Regions from separate parts of the Capra hircus genome. Here region 2 is linked to region 1. Evidence: chromatin contacts called from public Hi-C data. All regions are on one chromosome and are shown on one strand. Each heading gives the region's core, a stretch centred on a gene start, on an enhancer-like site or on the middle of the called end of the contact. The rest is flanking DNA. Distances are from core to core; before and after follow the strand shown.

Region 1 (4,239 bases), core at 1,295-3,794:
GCCCATTACACATTCCAGCTTTATCCTCCACCCCTCTAGCACCATCACCCACCTGTGTGCACACCTGTATTCCACCATACCTAACAACTCCCTGCATGACACTGAGATCTTAACTTCTCTAACCTTAAAAAAAAAAAGTCACAAAGTCATGTCCAACTCTTTTGAGACCCTACAGACTCTAGCCCGCTAGGCTCTTCTGTCCATGGGATTTCCCAGACAAGAACACTGGAGTGGGTTGCCATTTCCTTTTCCAGGGGATTTTCCCGACCCAGGGATCGAAACTGGCGGATTCTTTACTGCTGAGCCACCTAGGAAGTCCTCTCTAACCCTAACCAAAACCAAAACATATTTTTGTTTTGATACCACAGCAAGTCCAGGCAGAGTCCTCAGCTCAGCGGGCCTCTCTATCCCTTCAAGTGAGCCTCAGTCTAGTTTGCCTACTTACAGGCCAAGTATTTCATCATGCCACTCCGTCATGGGACCAAAATCCCACGGCTCCTTATTCCAGATTTAGACAGAAAAATTATGGACCTTCCTTAACAATTAACTTCTCACTACATGTTTTTTCTCATACCATTTTTTAAAGATATAACATACCATAAAACTCACCCTTTTAAAGTGTACAATTCATGGTTTTAATATACTCAGACTTGTGCAGTTATCGTCATTAAATTCAGAATATTTTCATCATCCTCAAAGGAGACCCCATACCCTTTATCTATCTTTCTCAATGTCCCCAGGTCCACAGCCCCTGGAAACAACAAAATTTTCTACAGATTTCTATATCCTGGAATTTTCCAAAAAAATGGAATCATACAATATTTGGTCTTTGTGTCTTCATCCATGTAGCACATTTTCAACGTTCATCCATTTGCAGAATGTCTAGTACTTCATTACTTTCTATGGCTAAATAATTTCGTTGTATAAATACACTGTGCTGTGCTGTCCTTAGTCCTTCAGTCCTCTCTGACTCTTTGCGATGCTATGCGCTGTAGCCCACAGGCTCCTCTGTCCATAGGGATTCTCCAAGCAAGAATACTGGAGTGAGTTGCCATTCCCTCCAGGGGTATGAATATACTATATTTTATCAATTCTTCAGTTGATGAGCATTTGGGATATTTCCCTTTTTTGGCTATTATAAATAAAGTTGCTATGAACATGTGTGTACCGGATCTTATGTGGACATGTTTTCAGTTCTCTTGGGTATATATCTAGCAGCAGGCTTGCTAACAGTACACCTTAACGTTTTTAGGAACTGCCAAACCGTTTTCCAAAACACTGAACCATTTTACATTTCCACCAGCAATGTCTGGGAATTTCATTATTACATTTCAACCAATGAGAATGTTATAATTCCTGAAGACAAGGAGAGGTGTGCCCTCACCATAGAACCGTAATCCTCTACGAAGAATATTGCATTAACAAAACAGAAGTATATTTCCGGCACGACGACACAGAATAAAATGTCAGAGGTCTGAATATATTGAGCAAGTGAGTTAACCTTTCACTGTCAGCAGTTCTTCCACCGTAAAATAGGGACGCTGTGATGACATCTACGTTGCAGTCACCGTTAAGATTACATACAACCCACGGACAGGTGCTTTCCAACACTGATGATGATCGGTGATTCAATACCCGGCAATGCTTTAGGGGCAAAGGGCTAAATGCCCAGATCCCTCCCTTTCCTTCGCGTTCCTTCCCAGCGGGAGGGGGCTGCAGCCACATCCCTCCTCGGAGAGAGGCGGCCCCCACGAACCACGCAGGATAAATTGTGAGGATTGGAAAAGCAAAGCCAGGTCACTCCAGCCCAACCTCTTCCCCAAGATGAGAGATTCGCAGCCTGCAACTCAGCAGGTTCAGCGCAGGATTTTTTTCCCGGTAAGAAGATATTTATTACGGCTGAAGCACAAGAGGAGGGGCAAAGAAAACACAAGCATATACCCCCACCCACGATCCTAGTCTCTTGTCTCTCCAAAGCCGTATTAGGACAACGCACGAAACCCAATTCATTACGAACTCTTGGGAGCTGTATCAATCCCAATGGCCCTCACCCCCAAAGATTCCCCTATCGGACCCCCCCCACTCCACCCTGGGGACCGGTGGCGCAAAGCTCACCTGGTGGCCTCCGCCAGCACGACCCGGCTCTGACCAGGCGCCTCCAGACGCGTAGTAGCCATCGCCTCCTCCGCCTTCCCCCGGCCAGGTGGTCTCCGCCGGGCCGCCCCCGCGCCCCCGCCAGGAAATGGCAGGCTGGGGAGGCTCGGGGCGCGGGGGGTAGATGGGCGGAGGCGGGTGCACCGGCACATCTCCACCCCCAGGCCCGTAGTAGCGGCCATAAGACGGGCCGTCACTGGGGCCGTAGCCCGAGCGCCTCAAGGCCGACATGGGCTCCGCCGCCCCCAGGCGCTTCCCGGCCCCCCGCCCCTCACGGCCGGCCCACCGCGCAGGCGCCGACGGGGGAGCGTGAATGGACCACAGGGAAAGGGGGTCGGCCTGCAACAGCCAATCCTAGGCAGGATCCCGCCCCCCTTCACTTCCGCGTCCTAAGAGGACGAGGGCGGCTGTCCGTGACTCTGGGGTCTAAGAAGCAGGAGAACGAGCGTTCCTTAAAAGGGAGAACGCACCTCCGCACTGTCCGTGCAGCCTAGACTCCTCTTCCCCTTCTCGTCAGGGATATGTAAAGGGTATCCTGGGGCGGGGGAAACCACATGGACGGTCCCGCCTCTTCCTGAGGGCGGGGACGTGGTGCCGGAAGTGGGTGGGGTAACATGGCGGCGTTTCCGGCAGGCCCCGGCTACTGAAAGCCGGGGCGGCGGCGTTTGTCCGGGTCCGGTTCCTGTCCCGGTCCCGCAAAGGCGGCGACCGCGGTGGGAGGAAGGAGGTGTGGGACGCGCTGGCCCACCGCCGCTATACGCTGCAGCTCTGTCTCGACTCAAAATGAACTATATGCCTGGCACCGCCAGCCTCATCGAGGACATCGACAGTGAGTAGTTCATCTCCTCAGAGTGAAGTCTAGGGTCAAACCCTTCCTCCCAGGAGGATGCCTCTTAAGGAGGAAGCTGATAGAATGAGTCCGGGCCGGGGGCGGTGTGTATTTAGTCCAGTTCTGGACTTCCGGCGTTGGCATCCTCGCAGGATGCGGGAGTCACGGGACAAACCGTTTGCCACTTTATCCCCTCCTGCCTGTATCCCGCCTCTCGCAGCTTCCACCGGATCTCCCGGGCAAGCTGTAGAATTCATTTTTGCTTTTCAGAGTTGCGGCTGCTGAAGCTCACATGTGAAGGTTACCGTTTCCCCGGTCCATCGTCTCCCACCTGTGGTATTTCGAAGTACCAGGTGGTTACTGGGTGGATGAATGAGAATTCTCAGAGAAAGGGTTCTTGCAGAAACGAAAATAGTAATACAACAGCAGTTGGACTTAATTAGCACTAAACGTAGGGTTTATACTGTGTGGCCGTTTGCAGTCTTTTAACCGTTTGAGAGTATTTAGCTTTTCAGACTAGGTAGTGACTTTTCCAGAAAGACTGAGTCACTTCAAATTTACTTTTTTTCCTCTGTTAGTTTTCTCTTGCTGTTAAGACCTCCCTTATTCCAAGTCACTATCCTGAAGAAGAGCTCGGTTGTATCAGATGTCTTTTGTTTTTCCAAACTCTCATCTGTGAATTACTCCTAAAACAACACTTTTTAAAGTTGTGTCAATTGTGTGATCTGTCTCATTAACTTGTAATTGCTGTGAAACATTTACCACACAGTTCCAAACAAGTTCAGCAATTTTTTGCAGTTACTGTGTATGTAAAGAGTGAATTTGTGATGAAATCCTCTTCCTATCCTCTGAAATCACTCTTTAGATGCAAATTAGTGATTTTGCTACTGAAGGGAATGTAGTGTAGCTTGGATCAAATTCATGTGTGAATAACCACTGTACAGGCCTGTCTGTAACATGTAATGAAATCTTTAATTCTAGTTGTCTGAGGATGGTGCCCTCACCTCTCTAGTTATGTATCTGAGTTATTTGAGATCCCTAACACATCCTGCCATTCTAACAAAAATAATTGTTTTTCTCAAGTCTCTAACCCCATTTTGCAGATTCCAAGCTCCTCCTTTATTGAATGGTTTCAAATCATTTCATATCCAGCCTTCAGTGCAACACACAGACACACTTTCCTCCTCTCTCCTCAGTCTTCCTGTATTTTCACCCATCCTGGCATCTCAGTTGGAAGTATTCCTCCCTTTCAGTCT
Region 2 (4,239 bases), core at 525-3,024, 53 kb after region 1:
GAGCCTACAGAGATGATGTAGTGGGAAGGATCTGTGTGTGCACTGTTCTTACACGAGCGTACAACCGCAGTCTAATCACGGAAAGAGTCAGACAGACCCTCAGTGAGGAACACTCAAAAAGCAGTTGGTTAACACTGCAAGGGACTATGAAGAAATAATTAAACGCAATGTAGATCCTAGAAAGAGGCATTAGCGGAACACTGGTGAAATTTATAAAGTCTTTAGCTTCATTCGTAGTATTTACTAATGTTAATCTCCTGGGTTTGTTGTTTTTCTGGCTGCGCTGAGCAGACAAGGATGGAAGCTTCGCCCCCTGCAGTGGAAACTCAGATTCGTAACCACTGGACCTCCAAGGAAGTCCCATCTCCTGCTTTTGATAACTGTACTGTGGCTGTGTGAGATCTCACCATTAGGAGAACTTTGATGACAGATATATGAAAGTTCTAGTACTTTGTGTCCTGCAGCCTGGTGGTTCAGACAGTAAAGAATCTGTCTGCAACGCGGGAGAAGCAGGTTCAATCCCTGGGTCAGGGAGACCCCCTGGAGAAGGAAATGGCAACCTGCTCCAGTATTCCTGACTGGGAAATTCCATTGACAGAGGAGCCTGGCAGGCTATATGGTCCATGGGGTCACAAAAAGTTGGACATGACTGAGCGACTAACACTTTCACTTTCAATATGGAAATTCTATTATTTTTGCAACTTTACTGTAAGTTAAATTTAGTTCAAAATAGAAAATTTTAAAAAAAGTATTCTGTATATAAATGGCTAGAGCTTATAAGGACAGACAAAGAAGGAAATGACTTCTTGCATTCTGGCTGAGTCTAGTTAGAGATGGGGTGAGGATTAGATTGGCATGTCTGTCTAATTCTAGACAGGACAGAGCTGACGATGGTAGTTCTGAGCAACACAGGGCCCAGCACAAACATTAACAGCTTACCCACCTCGATCATGGAGGGCTAACAAAACCCGTTCATATAAGCAGGCTCTGTAGAGGTCTCCCGGAATCGGTTTTCCTGCCCAGCAGTCGAGTTCGAGCTTCTCAGGGTCAGGGGCGTGGGGATCGGGCTCAGCTAGAATATAGCGATAGCCATCTTTGTTAAACGGGTGTTCCAAGGGGTAGCCATGAGGGGGAAGACGCTGAGCAGAAAACAAAGGGTCACTGCAGAAAGGAAAAAATAAAATCAAGAAACTACAACCCCCTCCTCTAGCTCACGTGCCTTCAATTCTGTTAGGCCTCTGCTGTATTCGGTTTCAACTGAACACCGGCAACTTCAAATGTTTTTCCTTATTCAAATAGATCATTCTGCCCTCTGCAGGCAAGATGGGGAAATGAAAACTACTTTATCTTGGTATGCAACTAAGCCAGGGGAGACAGGGCACAGAGGAACAAGGGCGGTTTCCTTCAGCATGTTTATTACTATGACTAATAAACAGAAACTCAGAGATATGAACACCCACTACCTGTTTCCAGTCTGAATAAGAAATGACCTGGATTTCGTCACCCCAGTACTGAACCAAGTGAAGGGAAGAGCTATCAGGGGACAGGCAGAAAGTTTACTGTAAAAGAGCTGACATTCAATATTGGTTTCTTTCACTGCCTCTGGTCCATCTATCCTTTCTCAAGATGCCTTAGCAGAACTTCACGCCCAGGTCAATCATCACAGGGTGCTTCCCTGGGGTTGTTTCATTTAGAAACGAGTTCCCCAAACAGGGCGCCTAGTCTGGGGCTATTTGACCCCTCAAACTGTTTAAGATTTGAGAACAAGGGGTAGGCTTGCGCCTGCAGACAGCTGATCTCTTGCCTCACTGAGGGGCTCTGCAGCCCTCGGTAAGGGGCAGGCAGGGGGTGTTCACCTCCGGGCCTTCTTGGTGGTCCCCGCGGTGCTGCCGTCCTGCTGTTTGCGCTTGGCTCCTCTGCCTTTCCCACTGCTTCCTGCTGCAATACCGCCTTTGAAGAGAAGGCAGATCACCTTCAGTGAGCTGTGACAGGGGACAGCTCCCCAGGGACGAACACTCCCAGCGTGCATTTGTGTGACACCACAGGATTTCCTGCCCGGAAGCATATAGGACTTCACCCTGGTTCGCCTGAGTCTGCCGGGTGGCTCCTAGCCCAGAATGCTGCGTTCTGGCAGCAGCTCCAGTGAACCCAGCACTAATGACTCCTGGGTTACAGCTGTGCCCCTTGCTTCCTAAATGAACTGCAGCTCCGGGAACACTTTCCAAGGATGAGACACAAATGCATTTTCACTCACTCAGACGGCAGACACCCACAGCTAGAAGTAACTGCGTGGGTAGTTTTTTCCCACTCAAATCAATACGAACATCCATAAGGAGAACATCCTCACTGAAGGGATGCTCGCTTGCATGAACTACACACAGCATAGTCCATAAACATGAGAGAGGCACAGGATCTGCTAAAGCGCTGAACTTGAACTTCCAGCAAAACAGAAGTACATCAAACGTGGAAACAAAAAACAGAAATACTAAAAAGGTGTTTCTCTTCAGTGCTTCTAGGCATCTGGTGTGGTTGTTCATGACACAAGCAGGAAAGGCAGCTTTAAATTTAGTCAGCAATCTTTACAATTATTAAAATTGTGCCAACGCATCAAATTTAGGTTTGACGAATCTGGCTTGTGGAATTAAGAGAAAATACAGATAGAGAATTTGTAAATAAAAAAAGAAACAAGCTACATATTAAAAGCCACAAGGAATACTACCTTGGGCACTTCTGAAATAGGTGCTTTGAAATTTTTGTCCAGTTGTCATTCCTCTCAATTAGTTTATTTGTCCAACTTCCAGGAAACATCCCTGAACTGTAGGAAAACACCTTTACGTAACAACTGCATGAAGTACTATATCTTAATTTGGGGCAAGCTTGGAAATTATCAGCAGTTCTGCTGCAATAAAAAGAGGATCAAGACATTGAAGGCAGGTCATATTCTGCACAGACAGGACCAGATTTATGCTGAACTTCCTTTTATGAACATATCTGGTGTCATCCCGTCCTCATAAAAGGCTTAATGTTGAACTGTTAAAATATCAACACCTCTATAGTTTGTTACCTTATTCAAAAAAACTGTTAAGGTTTTATTGGCACTGCATTTCAATTATTTTGAGACAAGTTTTAGATCCACGTTGAAAAAATCAAGCAACACTAAAGAGGACTGCTGGACATGTGAGGCAGAATATGACAACGTACAAGCTTCCAATTACTAACATTAAACCGGAACTACTGTTTCATATCAAGTGCTACTGCCACCAACTCCACAAGGCTTTACAATCTTAACTCAGTTTCAGCTTCTATCACAACTCAGCAAAAAGCATCTTCCAAACCACAAAATACTTAAGTCTGAGAGGCTGAAAGAAGACAGAGGAGGAATTCACCTCCAAAAGAGGCTCCACCTGTAAGAACAGAAGTGGCACCGTGTATTTGTCAAACTTTAACAGAAAGGAGAAAAATAACGTAAAGAGATGAACAGCACACTTAGTTATATTAGTAACAGTGGAAATGGTTACATATTTAAGACCCTATCACTCCAGAAGAGAAGGTAGCGACACCATATGTCAGATGAAGAGCTGGCTACCTCCCCATTATATCTGCTTTCAATTTGTTGCCATTAGTAGCAAAGGGCTGTCCTGCTCTTAGAGGGGTTAGACAGAAAAACATGCTACAGTGGGTGGTCAACACAGAAACGGTGTCATGTGCATAAGCTAAAGATTTAGGGCAAGAAAAATTAGAAGATGGGTAGGAAGTTAAAAAACAGTAGAATTAAGGAAAATTTGAGTGCAAAGCACGTGAACCTAAATTAAGTGTTAGTTATGAAGATACAGATGGGGAGTCGAATATAAACTCAGTAAATCTGACCTTAAAATTGTACCTCGTTTTATGTTAAATGTTTCACTTAAGACCAAACTGTGGTGTAACGTAACAAAAATTTCTCCTCTGCTATCATTGCTCAAATCCATAGTTAGCCCCTAAAAATTGAGATTTGGACTTTAAAGCATCTTAGTAAATACCTAGTCAAGAATCAGTCCAGAGACTGCCCAATTCTAGGCACATGTGGATTGAATAGCGTACAGACATTTCACCCATGAAATATTTAAACACTTACCATTTAGATTCCCACTGGTAGACACGGCACTACTCTGCTTTTGGTTGTCATAAGCAGGACCGATGTTACTAAGATCCTAGAGGGAAAATATTCAATTATAGAGGGTGGCTACCTAATCAAACCAG

The links. Hi-C and Micro-C count contacts between places; a contact is called where the count stands out from the background.
Region 2: a Hi-C map of blood shows a contact between it and region 1, with 3 times the contacts expected there. The contact joins the enhancer-like site here to the promoter of LSM1 in region 1. A contact is called at or near these places in 4 of 5 Hi-C or Micro-C datasets (blood and liver).

What each region holds. Positions count from the first base shown.
Region 1 is chr27:12,318,963-12,323,201 of ARS1.2, forward strand. LSM1 (U6 snRNA-associated Sm-like protein LSm1) reads left to right here and starts at 2,545. Exons shown (of 4, transcript XM_005698830.3): 1 at 2,545-2,983. The coding sequence starts at 2,938. It overlaps BAG4 (BAG family molecular chaperone regulator 4), which reads right to left and starts at 2,505. Exons shown (of 5, transcript XM_018041795.1): 1 at 2,116-2,505. The coding sequence starts at 2,385.
Region 2 is chr27:12,372,862-12,377,100 of ARS1.2, forward strand. It overlaps ASH2L (set1/Ash2 histone methyltransferase complex subunit ASH2), which reads right to left. Exons shown (of 16, transcript XM_018041986.1): 8 at 4,115-4,190; 9 at 1,857-1,950; 10 at 944-1,161. Among named protein-coding and RNA genes, the nearest start is that of ASH2L, 15 kb to the right of the region's middle. Within about 2 kb of position 1,775, at least 2 of the 5 cell types and tissues checked have an H3K27ac peak or open chromatin away from gene starts, as enhancers often do.